Linked DNA regions of Arabidopsis thaliana: region 2 is linked to region 1. A link is a contact called in public targeted proximity ligation data. All regions are on one chromosome and are shown on one strand. The core of a region is the stretch at or near the end of the contact, and the rest is flanking DNA. Distances in the headings are between cores, read along the strand shown. Region 1 holds the start of CRK (ARP2/3 complex 16 kDa subunit (p16-Arc)). Region 2 holds the start of AGY1 (Albino or Glassy Yellow 1).

What was found.
Region 2: a contact with region 1 is called in a targeted proximity ligation map of shoot, with 11 read pairs. A contact is called at or near these places in 1 of 26 Hi-C or Micro-C datasets (callus) and 1 of 2 datasets of targeted methods (shoot).

What each region holds. Positions count from the first base shown.
Region 1 is chr4:731,739-738,176 of TAIR10.1, reverse strand. CRK (ARP2/3 complex 16 kDa subunit (p16-Arc)) reads right to left here and starts at 2,524. Exons shown (of 4, transcript NM_116401.3): 1 at 2,313-2,524; 2 at 2,158-2,230; 3 at 1,987-2,087; 4 at 1,212-1,862. The coding sequence starts at 2,401. The coding sequence ends at 1,727. It overlaps PPOX (pyridoxin (pyrodoxamine) 5'-phosphate oxidase), which reads right to left. Exons shown (of 9, transcript NM_116399.4): 8 at 6,268-6,371; 9 at 5,744-6,167. The coding sequence ends at 5,868. It overlaps AT4G01700 (Chitinase family protein), which reads left to right and starts at 4,667. Exons shown (of 2, transcript NM_116400.3): 1 at 4,667-5,162; 2 at 5,395-5,864. The coding sequence starts at 4,690. The coding sequence ends at 5,764. AT4G01703 reads left to right here and starts at 3,812. Exons shown (of 1, transcript NM_001125442.1): 1 at 3,812-3,925. The coding sequence starts at 3,812. The coding sequence ends at 3,925. It also overlaps AT4G03985.
Region 2 is chr4:772,551-779,564 of TAIR10.1, reverse strand. It overlaps AGY1 (Albino or Glassy Yellow 1), which reads left to right and starts at 3,126. Exons shown (of 20, transcript NM_001340335.1): 1 at 3,126-3,850; 2 at 3,927-3,999; 3 at 4,092-4,298; 4 at 4,397-4,500; 5 at 4,592-4,771; 6 at 4,876-5,094; 7 at 5,250-5,363; 8 at 5,435-5,548; 9 at 5,807-5,974; 10 at 6,196-6,371; 11 at 6,566-6,632; 12 at 6,720-6,866; 13 at 6,947-7,014. The coding sequence starts at 3,431. It overlaps AT4G01810 (Sec23/Sec24 protein transport family protein), which reads left to right. Exons shown (of 6, transcript NM_116411.4): 2 at 1-257; 3 at 355-2,175; 4 at 2,256-2,372; 5 at 2,515-2,586; 6 at 2,694-3,151. The coding sequence ends at 2,831.

The DNA of each region.
Region 1 (6,438 bases), core at 1,275-3,774:
AACAAATACAAAAGATATAGTGAATATATAGCTTATTAGGTTTAGGATTATTTTTTTTGGGTTAAAAATTAGGGTTACGAATTGGGTTGAATTTTTTAAAAACGTAACGTTTGTGATCAGTGGTCGCTCAAATATATATATATATATATATATATATATATATATATATATTTATATTTATATTTTATTTTTTTGTCACTCAAAATTGCTTCCACGTAAATCTGTAAAAAAAGAAGAAGAAGGGAATTCGCTCTCCCATGCACTAATACTTGGTAAGTTATTGAATTCACATCAGACTCCATATAATCCATTTTATCTCCGAAAACATCTGAGTACATAAACAATAATTTAAACGTTTATCACAAAAACACTTATCTATTTCTTTCTAAAGACATCATTTTTTTTATTGGTAATTTTGAATTTTAGAGAAAACAATTTGTAATTAGCTGACAATTTTTTTATATTGTTATATATCTTAATATTTTTGAAATATCAAAAGAGGATCATCAGATTTATTGAAAATAGGTTTTCAAGAGTTCATCTGGAACTACCGGATGCTATAAATAATAAATAAAAATTGTTGTATTTGGAAATTTTTTCATGTGAAAGCAACTACTATTTCTGGGATTCCCTTTTGTTACTACTACTACTCAATTACTCATTTAATTTGATCAAAAAGACTGTAAAAGTAAAAACTTAATTGCTTTTGTCTTTTATAAGGAAACGTTGATCAAGCTGATGCTTTGGCAAAAGCTGCTCTTGTTTCTTCTTGTACTAACGTTGATAAAAAAAAAAAAAAAAAAAAAAAAGATCTAAACTTTTATTTAACGCTATTTGACATTTGAATTCAACCTGGTTTATTACAATCCTATAAAATTTTAAAAATCTAAAGAGTAAAATTGTTTAAATCAATGACTAACTATGTGAACATTTACTCTTGTATGACGAGTGCATTTACATTGAAAGTTTAGAAATGAATTTAGTTTCAATGGGCTGAGTTCGATATTGGGCCTTCGAGTTATGAACATTCAGTGAATCAGGAATGGTTGTATTCAACTTGTGATTTGTAATTTTTTTCTCAAATCCTTTGTTATTGAAATTGGAATTTATATAAAATCACTCAAAAGAATCTATAATCTTCTGTTATTCATTCAAGAATTTATAAAACACATCTTAAATCCACTGTTATCTAAACTCAACAAAACAATTTCATTAAAAACATTTAACATTGATTCTGGGAGACTTAGGCAAAAAAATTTAGTTGAAAATAAGCATGAAAAAATCTCACCTGTAGGTGTTATTCTGAACGATTTGATTTAAAAAAAGATTCACAGAAAATCTCTGCGACATATTCTCATTGTCCTCCTCCCCTCGTCTTCCATGAAAAAAGCTTTCGGTCTCTGTTCTTCACCGGCAAAATCGAGAATGGATTTGGTCTGTAGAAGAATGCAAATTCCACCAAATCTTCTAAAAGATTCTGGTTTCAATACACCCCCCTAAAATTACTTAATCACAACTTGGTCTTCGTATTTATGATTCAGCTGATCCGGGAATTATGTTACACATGAGCTCTAGGAATGACTTGTGTTATCATTTATCAAGCAACTGTTTGGTAATGAAAATACAAGTCTAAAACTGATAAATGTGAGACATGGTTCCTCAAGGAGAATATGCACATTGGAAACATCAAGGCATCAAGTAATAATACATAAGAGGGAATGATGGATCAAACGGTGTTGATGGTATCAGTAAGACATCGGAGAATGCAACCGAGACCAGCTCTCTCAGTGAGTTTCTCGTGAATCTTCAGGCACTGATCGCAGGTGGGTCGGTCCCCAGTAGAAAGTCCTCTGTACAAGTACCTGAGAATTTTAAGCAAAAACATTCTATCAAAGAGCACAGACAGCCTGAGGATAGAGCTTTCCAATTCATACATATTACAAAACGCATTACAGCAAAAAAAAAAAAAACCAACTTTGCACTTACTTCATGAGAATGTCGTAATATTCGACATCAAGAGCATTGAGCATTCCGTCAATATCCTTAATGGCCATTAAAGCTCTGTGCACAACTATCCAATTAGCCGACTGCAGTTGAGTTTTTTTTGGCTCAGTAAATCAAAAAAAAAAAAAAAGATGGTTTCGGAAAGAGAGAGACCTTGCAACGTTCATCGCGAGTTTTCGGAGGCGAACCTTCAAGAGCCGTTTTCAAAGCTTCTACATGTTTGTACCTGCACACATTAAAACACCGATAAGGGATTAAACCAAAAACAAAAGAAGACTTTAGGGTTTAGCTCCAAGGTCTGATATTACTGTTTGAGTAGGCTTTCAATCTTCCTCGATTTGGTTTCGATCCTCGCGATTATTGCTTCTGCGTTATCAGCTTCAACGAATTCTGCCATTCTTCGATTCGATCTTTCTCTCCGATCAGAGATTTCCCCTCTTTCCCTTCTTTAATTGAAAAAATGAGAGAGAGAGAGGAAAACAACTCAATCGCCATTTGACCATTTCAAAAGGGAACTGAGTGCCGTTTGTCTTGGCCTTAAACGGCACGTAGTCTTAAATGCTTATGCTGCCACTGAATGATGGATGATGGAAGCTTCATTTTTTTTTTCATTTTTTGTCAATAGGATTTTCATCGATAGGATTCAAGTTGAAATACAAGAGCCGGCAAGTACAAACCACTTCCGGAGACATAAGCCGATGAGTACAAGAACACTCCCGAAGCCAAATACCAAACAAGGTAAACAAAGGGAACAAAATCCAAACAAACCAATTACACTATATTCATTGAAATTTCCTCGATCAGGTTCTAGAAATCCAAAAAAGACTTACAAATCCTAAGTCATAGAAAATTAAAACAAATCTGAGACTAAAAAAGACACACAAACGGGTTACAATACAAGAATCTCCTTTTCTTTCTTGGTATAACAATTTTTTTTTTATTATAAATCTCTCTTATAAATTTTTAATAGTAATATTTGTTGGACCGAATTTTTTATATTTATACTAATGAACTTTTCTTTACGATTTTGTTACCATTTTGGTATCATTTTTACGATTTTAATTTATTAACCTCCTTAATTAAAATCGCAACCTATTCTATTTTATTAACACAGGTCAAAATATATTTTTTTCTGCGCTCGACCCTAATATGTTAACAAAATGGTTGTTTCTGCCCAAATCTCATTATATTTGTATGGATAGACGAAGAGCATTTTGATAATACTCTTTTGGAATGTTTCTTTATCATTCTAATTAGGATCCTACATCGAAAGTATACTATAAATGGAGTAAACACACTCATGACTGCTAAGTGCTAACACTAGTATATATGGAACACAACCAATCCAATCATTACCCATTGGTTTTAAATTAGAATCTGATGAAACTTAACATTAACTTTCTCTAATCATTAATGATATTGGTAGTCTTATAACAAATATATTGCCAAGATTCGGTCTAAGACCACTTGATAGAACTATGTATAAAACTTCTTTTTTTTAACTGCCAAACCTATATAAAGTGGACGTGTAAACTAAAGCATGGTGATCACTTCACATCGCACCAATGTAGTGGATCTAAACGTCTCTTTGTGTAATCACGTGGTCGAATTAATGGTCAATCATTTAGCAATTAACCAAATTTGAAATAACATCCGAAAAAAGTCGGTTTAGTGGGAGGAGAAGTGAGAATGATGTTTCATGAATGCTCGTTAGGAACTCTTCGAAAGACGATAACCTCGGATGGATGTTTATGGTGTCGGCTTCTAGTGGTTAAACATAATTAGATCGTCTACTGAAAAGTTGGAGATGTGGTTGAGAAACTCGTACCCTACATATGGTTACTCGTCTGCTGGTTTAATCGTTGGGATTGATCGTGTACTAGTCTTTCTTAAAGGCCAAGAATTTTGTCGTCGTAGTTAATATATGTTGGCGTACGTTTTACTGTTTTTCTTGAGAAATAATTGGATCTTAAGCTTATTAAAAAAGTCGTCACGACTTGGTCCAACTCGTACATATCACAAGTTGCTCGGCGCTTTTCATGTTAGTTAGCCACCGACCTCGAACTTTGAAATTTTATATTTTTTAACTTCAAAAACAATTCTTTGATAGTTTTGTTTTCATTGCTAATATTTCTCTCAATTTTTTTTTATTGTTTTTATTTTTGTATAGAATAGTATTCAAAATGAAACTATAATTCAGTATGGAACACTTTCTGTTTTATTTAATATTTACTTCATAATGAATTATGTTTCAAATTTTCAAAGAATATATTTATATTTGAATTTGGTTAGTACCTTCCAAAGAAGCTTAATTCCCCACATTAAAATTCAACTTGGTCTTCATATTAACATTATTCAATTGAATTCAGACTGAAATGGTTCACTTTATCTGGTTTGAAATATATGTCATGCATTTTCCAAATCAAGAATGAATCTTCTTGAAAGAAAAAAAATGAGAAAAAAGAAGAAGGAGAGGAATGGGTCTCCTAACAATGAAAAAGAGAATAAACCCTTAAATAATTGCAACTATATAAAATAAAAAGTATAAACTCCACTAAAAAAAGTCAAAACGTAGACCAAAACAAAAACATGTAACTAAGTCGTCCACTACTACATCTCTATGACTCTATATAACAACAAAGCCAAAACCACATCTTCTCACACAAAACACAAAAAAGAACAAATATGGAGAAACAAATCTCTCTATTGCTCTGTCTACTCCTCTTCATCTTCTCAATATCATCCTCTCTCCATGAAACCGAAGCTCGAAAACACAATAAATATAAACCCGCACCGATCATGAGCCTAGTCCCAAGAACTCTCTACGACCAAATCTTCATCCACAAGGACAACAACGCATGCCCTGCAAAAGGTTTCTACCCCTATGAAGCTTTCGTGGAGGCTACAAGATCCTTCCCGAAGTTCGGGAGCGTAGGAAACTTTTGGACAAGGCGACGCGAAGTGGCTGCGTTTTTGGCGCAGATATCTCACGAGACAACAGGTGGTTGGGCCACGGCACCAGACGGACCATATGCGTGGGGATTGTGTTTTAAAGAGGAAGTGAGTCCACAGAGTAATTATTGTGATGCTTCTAATAAGGATTGGCCTTGTGTTTCTGGCAAGTCTTACAAAGGAAGAGGTCCCATTCAACTATCTTGGTAAGTCTACAAAATTAATTATTAACCAATAACCATTTATATCTATTTATTTGCTCGAACAACTAGGTCTACAATAGTTCAATGCCCCATGAAAACATTATATACTTCTACCATTTTGCGAATTACCAACGAAACTTCTTTTGAATGGTTGTATCATCTTTGCTACAAGTTTCATATCCATATATCAGTCTTACCTTTTGGTTAACGTTACTTTCTTTTTTGGGATATATAGGAATTACAATTACGGACAGGCGGGTCGAGCATTGGGTTTCGACGGTTTACAGAACCCAGAACTTGTAGCCAACAACTCCGTTTTAGCTTTCAAGACAGCTCTTTGGTTTTGGATGACCGAACAGACTCCTAAACCGTCCTGCCATAACGTTATGGTCAACCGATACAGACCGACGAAAGCAGATAGAGCAGCAAACCGGACTGTCGGTTATGGTTTAGTCACCAACATCATAAACGGCGGTTTAGAATGTGGGATTCCAGGAGATGGACGGGTCACTGACCGGGTCGGGTATTTCCAAAGATACGCTCAGTTGTTTAAAGTCACCACAGGACCTAATTTAGACTGCGAGAACCAAAGACCCTTCTCCTAAATATAACTATAACTCAAATCTATGTATCAAAATGAAATTGAAGTTTGATATCTCAAAATATTTAATAAAACTCACGCAAGCTGGGAGATTTAATGTTTTACATTTACTTGTAAGCGTACCGTGACATGAAGTTGTTGACCTCAATCGCGGTTTCATATGCGCCTTCTACACACCGGCCTAAGGCTACACCAGCGACGTAATTGCCACCCAAAAATAGCCCTTCGTAGCCCGAAGACGTTAGAGATGATTTAGCCGTGTCAAGGATATCAAAGTGACCAACTAGAAACTGAGGAATGGCTTGAGGCCATACCCTAACTCCTAATTTAAGTGGATCGGTCGAATTAGGCTTAATTAGCATTTTCCTCAAATCTCTGTCAACTGCTTCCACTAACTCACCTTCAGACTGCGGAATCAAAACAAAAGAGAGAGAGAGAAGAAAACTATCAGTTCTTAGGTTTACTTGGTTGAATAAAGATGTGTTACAAGTGTTTGCTGTTTTTTACCTTGGACAGAATTCCGGTGTTTGTAGACCCGCCAATGTAGTTCAACAGCAAAATTCTTCCGGGCGGTGCGCGATTTGGAAAGAGTGAGGAGCTGTAGATAGTTCCTGAAGAAATACGAGCAACAGCATGAAGATTCTATGAACATTTTGACATAATTGACGATTATAACTA
Region 2 (7,014 bases), core at 1,877-4,376, 41 kb before region 1:
TTCCTCGCTTGAGTACTCCGCCTGGTCCTCCTGTCTTTAATACTCCGGTTAAACCAGCTGCTGTGCCTTTCCGTACCTCTCCAGCTACTCCTCAGCCTATGGCATACTCTTCAGCTAATTCTTCTCTGCCCGTATCTACACCTTCCTTTTACTCAAACGGGTCATCTGTTGGATCTCAGCGTGATCTTCCAGATGTTGTTAGAATGGAAGAACCAATAGCTGCAGACTCACCTTATGTTTTGTTTTCAGCAAATAAGGTATTTTACTTAACTTTCAATTCACATTTGGTGTGCGTCAGTGTTAGCTAATTGTGTAATTTATTTATCTGCAACCATCACTGGCCGTTTCATGTAGGTTTTAAAGCAGAAGAAGCTAGCAAATGTTGCTAGCTTGGGGTTTGGAGCAATAGTTTCTGCTGGGAGGGAGATTAGTCCTGGTCCTCAGATTATCCAACGTGATCCACATCGCTGTTTGAACTGTGGAGCATATTCAAATCCCTATAGCTCCATATTAATTGGCTCAGGCCAATGGCAGTGTGTCATCTGCGAGAACATGAATGGAAGTAAAGGTGAATATGTGGCTTCGAGCAAGAATGAGTTGCAAAACTTTCCAGAGCTTTCATTGCCTCTGGTTGATTATGTACAGACTGGAAACAAGAGACCTGGGTTTGTTCCTGCCTCTGATTCGCGGACATCTGCACCTGTCGTCCTTGTTATTGATGAGTGTTTAGATGAACCACATCTTCAGCACTTGCAGAGCTCTTTGCATGCATTTGTAGACTCGCTTCCACAAACTACCAGGCTTGGGATTATACTGTATGGTCGTACTGTTTCAATATATGATTTCTCTGAAGATTCCGTTGCTTCTGCGGATGTTATTTCTGGTGCAAAATCACCATCTGCAGAGTCGATGAAAGCGCTGATTTATGGGACCGGTGTATACTTGTCACCAATGCATGCATCACTAAAGGTAGCGCATGAGATATTCTCGTCCTTAAGACCATACACATTGAATGTACCTGAAGCCTCTAGAGATAGGTGCCTTGGAACTGCCGTTGAGGCTGCTCTGGCTATAATCCAAGGACCATCAGCCGAAATGTCTCGGGGAGTGGTCAGAAGAGCAGGAGGTAACAGTAGAATCATAGTTTGCGCTGGTGGTCCCATTACATATGGTCCTGGATCGGTACCTCATTCAATGAGTCATCCAAATTATCCATATATGGAAAAGACAGCCATAAAATGGATGGAAAATTTGGGGCGTGAAGCTCACAGGCACAATACGGTCGTCGACATATTGTGCGCTGGAACTTGCCCTCTCAGAGTTCCTATCCTGCAGCCACTTGCAAAAGCTTCAGGTGGTGTTTTGGTTCTTCACGATGATTTTGGTGAAGCCTTTGGTGTGGACTTGCAGAGGGCAGCCACTAGGGCAGCAGGTTCACATGGTCTGCTTGAAGTACGATGTTCAGATGATATTCTTATAACTCAGGTGATTGGACCTGGCGAAGAAGCACATTCAGAAACTCACGAGACGTTTAAGAGTGATGCGGCTCTCTCTATTCAGATGCTGAGTGTTGAAGAAACACAAAGCTTCTCTCTCTCAATGGAGAATAAGAGGGACATCAAAAGCGATCATGTATTTTTCCAGTTTGCTTTCCATTATTCGGATGTTTATCAAGCAGATGTGTCTCGGGTAATTACGTTCAAATTGCCAACTGTTGATAGCATCTCAGCATATCTTCAGAGTGTTGAGGACGAAGCTTCTGCGGTCCTCATCTCCAAGAGAACTCTTTTATTAGCGAAAAATCAGAAGGACGCAGTCGATATGCGTGCTACAGTAGACGAAAGAATCAAAGACATTGCTTTGAAATTCGGATCACAAGTGCCAAAATCAAAGCTTTATAGCTTCCCTAAGGAACTATCATCCCTCCCAGAACTCCTCTTCCATCTTAGAAGGGGTCCTTTACTGGGAAACATCATTGGTCATGAAGATGAAAGATCGGTGCTACGAAATTTGTTTCTAAACGCATCTTTCGATCTGTCTCTTCGTATGGTAGCACCCCGTTGCTTGATGCACCAAGAAGGTGGTACATTCGAGGAACTACCAGCGTATGATCTCTCTATGCAATCAGATAAGGCTGTTATTCTTGACCATGGCACAGATGTATTTATTTGGTTGGTAAGTTACTCTTGTCTTCATTCTGTGTCTTAATTATTTTCGGATCACTTCAGTTTAATCATTCATTTTGGTTGATTTAGGGAGCCGAACTGTCAGCTGACGAGGTGAAGAGTGCTGCAGTCTTAGCAGCTTGCAGAACGTTAGCTGAAGAGCTAACTGAATTCCGGTTTCCAGCTCCACGTATTCTCGCATTCAAGGTCCTTAACATTTCAGAACCTTATACAATTTTTCTCAAAAGAATCACACACTTTCTAACCTTTCTTTTTTTATGGATTCAATATCTATCTGCTAATCCATTGAAACATAATTCAAAATCTTGTATATATTGAAACATAACAGGAAGGAAGTTCCCAAGCTAGATATTTTGTTTGCCGGCTTATACCAGCACATAAAGACCCTCCTTATGAGCAGGTAAAAACATACTAAACCATGTCAGAAAGAAAAGACAAAACTATCATTGCGGATCTTAATCCATTTATTTTTATTTTTTTTCTTCTGAACCCAATTTTTTTGTGCAGGAAGCAAGATTTCCACAGATAAGAACATTGACGACAGAGCAAAGAATGAAACTAAAGAGTAGTTTTATAGAGTTTGATGAAGCCAGTTTCTGCGAATGGATGAGGAGTTTGAAAGTAGTGCCTCCTGAGCCCAGGTAGTCATACATTTTATTCTTGCTTCATCGTTTTTTTTCCGCCTTTTACTGTCAGAACATTTTTTTTGTTCTCTGTGAGTCTTTTGTTTTTAGGATTCTCTTTATATGATCTCCAGTTCTCTCAAGTGAATTATATACTCTGTCCGTTACAAGCAAAATAATGTGTAGAGATGATGACCGTGATTTTTCTTTTTACCATTTTACAGTCGATGTAATGCCGTGTCTATTTTTACCATCCATGCTTAGCCTTTTTGGTTTGAATCCAAGTTATTTGATGGTACAAATCAATCGGTCACCTAAATTTTTAAAATCTGCATTATCATAGGCACATACATGCCGAATATATAAAATAATTCGTGAAATAAGTTAAAGCTAGAAAATATGTAAGAAACTCAATGACGTGGCAAAAAAGAAGAGTATCCACCAGAAGTTGAGTCTAGGGGTATAAACGTAATTAACATCACCTTATCCCCAACGTCTCAATTCTCTCTCTCGTGCTCTTCACTCGACGACACACGAAAACCGGAAATAAAAGTTTTCGGGTTTTCTTCAGCCGGACTGTTTTTCGCTCCCGCCGGAAATTCTCCCGGCTCGCCGTCGACGATGATGGTGTCTCCACTCTGCGACTCTCAGTTACTTTACCACCGCCCCTCGATCTCACCTACCGCTTCTCAGTTCGTGATCGCGGATGGAATCATCCTCCGGCAAAATCGTCTTCTGAGCTCTTCGTCGTTTTGGGGCACCAAATTCGGAAACACCGTCAAGTTGGGAGTATCTGGATGTAGTAGCTGCTCTCGGAAGAGAAGCACGAGTGTGAATGCTTCACTAGGTGGTCTTCTTAGCGGAATTTTCAAGGGTTCTGATAACGGAGAGTCGACTAGGCAACAGTACGCATCCATCGTCGCATCCGTTAATCGCTTGGAGACTGAGATTTCGGCTCTTTCGGATTCTGAGTTGCGAGAGAGGACTGATGCGTTGAAGCAACGTGCTCAGAAAGGAGAATCCATGGATTCACTTTTACCTGTAATTTTCCAAATCCTTCAGTTTTTGGTTTTGACACCAATGTTTTTGATTCAATTGTGGAAATTTCAAATTGTAGGAAGCATTTGCTGTTGTGAGAGAAGCTTCCAAGAGAGTTCTTGGACTCAGACCTTTCGATGTGCAATTAATTGGTAACACAGTCTCTGTGGAATGTTATTCTAATGGTCTCACTGTTATGAAAGACTTTTTTGAGTGGAGTCTCTCTATATGGTTTTAATTGCAGGTGGTATGGTTCTTCATAAAGGAGAAATAGCTGAAATGAGAACTGGTGAAGGGAAAACGCTTGTTGCTATTTTACCAGCTTATTTGAATGCATTAAGTGGGAAAGGTGTTCATGTGGTTACAGTTAATGATTATCTTGCTCGAAGAGATTGTGAATGGGTTGGTCAAGTTCCTCGGTTCCTTGGATTGAAGGTTGGTCTAATCCAACGTATGTCTCTTTTCTCTGAACTTCTTTGTCAATGTAATCAGCATCTTCTTTGCTCGTTGTGTGTTATAGATGCTTTACGCATGTGGTTACTTTGACAGAGAATATGACACCTGAACAAAGAAAGGAAAATTATTTATGCGATATCACATATGTCACCAACAGTGAGCTTGGATTTGATTATCTGAGAGACAATCTAGCCACGGAAAGTAATTCTTGCTTTATTTTCTCCTTTCATTATTGATTGTATGAGTTTATTTTGGATGTTTTTTCTGAGTTAGTTTCTGATTGTACAGAGTGTTGAGGAGCTCGTCTTGAGGGATTTCAATTATTGTGTGATTGATGAAGTTGATTCCATACTTATTGATGAAGCAAGGACTCCTCTCATTATCTCTGGGCCTGCAGAGAAACCTAGTGACCAATATTACAAAGCTGCAAAGATTGCTTCAGCCTTTGAGCGGGATATACATTACACTGTAAGAATCCTCAGTTATTTCTTTTGTTGTGTGAAATTTTATAGTGGAGTTGGCAATCCATCTTCCAAATTCTAACTGGTCACTAAGGTTTTTTGGTGTGGCAGGTTGATGAAAAGCAGAAGACTGTTTTACTGACGGAACAGGGTTATGAGGATGCAGAAGAAATCCTGGACGTGAAAGATTTGTATGATCCCCGTGAACAGTGGGCATCATATGTTCTTAATGCCATTAAGGCAAAAGAACTTTTTCTCAGAGATGTGAACTATATCATCCGAGCAAAGGAGGTTCTTATCGTGGATGAGTTTACTGGTCGTGTAATGCAGGTACTTGTGTATATTCATCTTAATAAGAAATATCACTATTTATCATTTTAGTGATCTCAGTGGCTACTGCTGATAAATATTCTTAGGCCACAAGAACAACATAGATTAAAAAAAAACAGTACGTAGGAACCCACTGAATAAGTTATTTCTTTCAGGGAAGACGTTGGAGTGATGGACTACATCAAGCTGTTGAAGCAAAAGAAGGCTTGCCTATTCAGAATGAATCTATTACTCTGGCGTCAATTAGTTATCAAAACTTCTTTCTGCAGGTTGGAAATGCATACTTTCCACTTTTTGATTATTGTTTGCATTGTAATGTATAATATCTTTTATGTTGTAGTTTCCGAAACTTTGCGGGATGACGGGTACAGCATCGACCGAGAGTGCAGAATTTGAAAGCATATACAAGCTTAAAGTTACAATTGTACCCACAAATAAGCCCATGATAAGAAAGGTTTGTCTCCTATCTTATGCTCTGAACTTGTACCTCAAAATTCAGACTGTTGGTCTTCACAATTGTTCTCCATCGGAAGATCTAAAATTCGTGTATGTTGGCCTTCTAGTGAGATCTGTTAAAGTGGAAAAATGTTAAACATCCATGTTAGTTCTGGAAGGACATTGTATGCTGTACTAGTTTCCGATTTTGATATTTTCTTTTCAAAAAAAAAACGTCTCTCTTTCCCTGTCTTATACCTTTTTAAATCACTTTCAGGATGAGTCAGATGTGGTTTTCAAGGCAGTCAATGGCAAATGGCGGGCAGTAGTAGTGGAGATCTCTAGAATGCACAAGACAGGTAGGGCTGTGCTAGTTGGCACAACCAGTGTCGAGCAGAGTGATGAACTATCGCAACTGTTGAGGGAAGCTGGAATAACTCATGAGGTAAGGCTTTCATGTCATTTTGATTAATAAATCTTGGACGCGTAATCTATGCAAAAATGAATCCAAGATACATATGCTCCATTAGTATTAGTTCAAACTTTTTTTTTTTGACATCTAAACAAATGGTGTATGTAAAGACAAACCAATAAAAAAATCAAATCAATTATATTCCTTGTACAAGAATACTGACAGATGATGTTATATATATGTTGTACAAAAAGGTCCTCAATGCCAAGCCAGAAAATGTGGAGAGGGAAGCTGAAATTGTAGCACAAAGTGGCCGTTTAGGGGCAGTAACAATTGCCACAAATATGGCAGGGCGTGGGACAGACATAATTCTTGGTGGAAACGCAGAGTTCATGGCACGTTTGAAGCTTCGTGAGATACTTATGCCCAGGTATCATGCATGAAGCATTCAAAGTTATGAATAATACTTTATTATCGCTAATAAACATTTTGTCCACATAAGAAAGATCCTTTATCCACCATTGATAAAATTGCTACAGGTTATGTACTTTGTGTAACAAAGAACCTTGGAGTTCATGATTTATTTTTAGCTGAAGTTTTGTTACGTTTTAAATGTTACCACAGAGTGGTAAAGCCTACTGATGGTGTTTTTGTATCTGTGAAGAAGGCCCCTCCCAAGAGAACATGGAAGGTTTGGCCTTTCTAGAGTCTCTGGTTTTGGTAAACATGAGATTCTAATGGTTACACTGAGCTAAGTAGAATTTTTTTAACGATTCAGGTGAATGAGAAGTTATTTCCATGCAAACTGTCAAATGAGAAAGCAAAGCTAGCTGAAGAAGCTGTACAATCAGCTGTAGAGGCTTGGGGCCAGAAATCGTTAACTGAGCTTGAAGCAGAGGAACGTTTATCTTATTCTTGTGAAAAGGTGAGCAACTGAGAAATCCTGGAAGTATATGTTCATATGTTAAATTTTAGTTTGAGTCATTTCTTTCCTCCTTTTCTCAGGGTCCTGTCCAAGATGAAGTTATAGGTAAACTGAGGACTGCATTTCTGGCGATAGCGAAAGAATATAA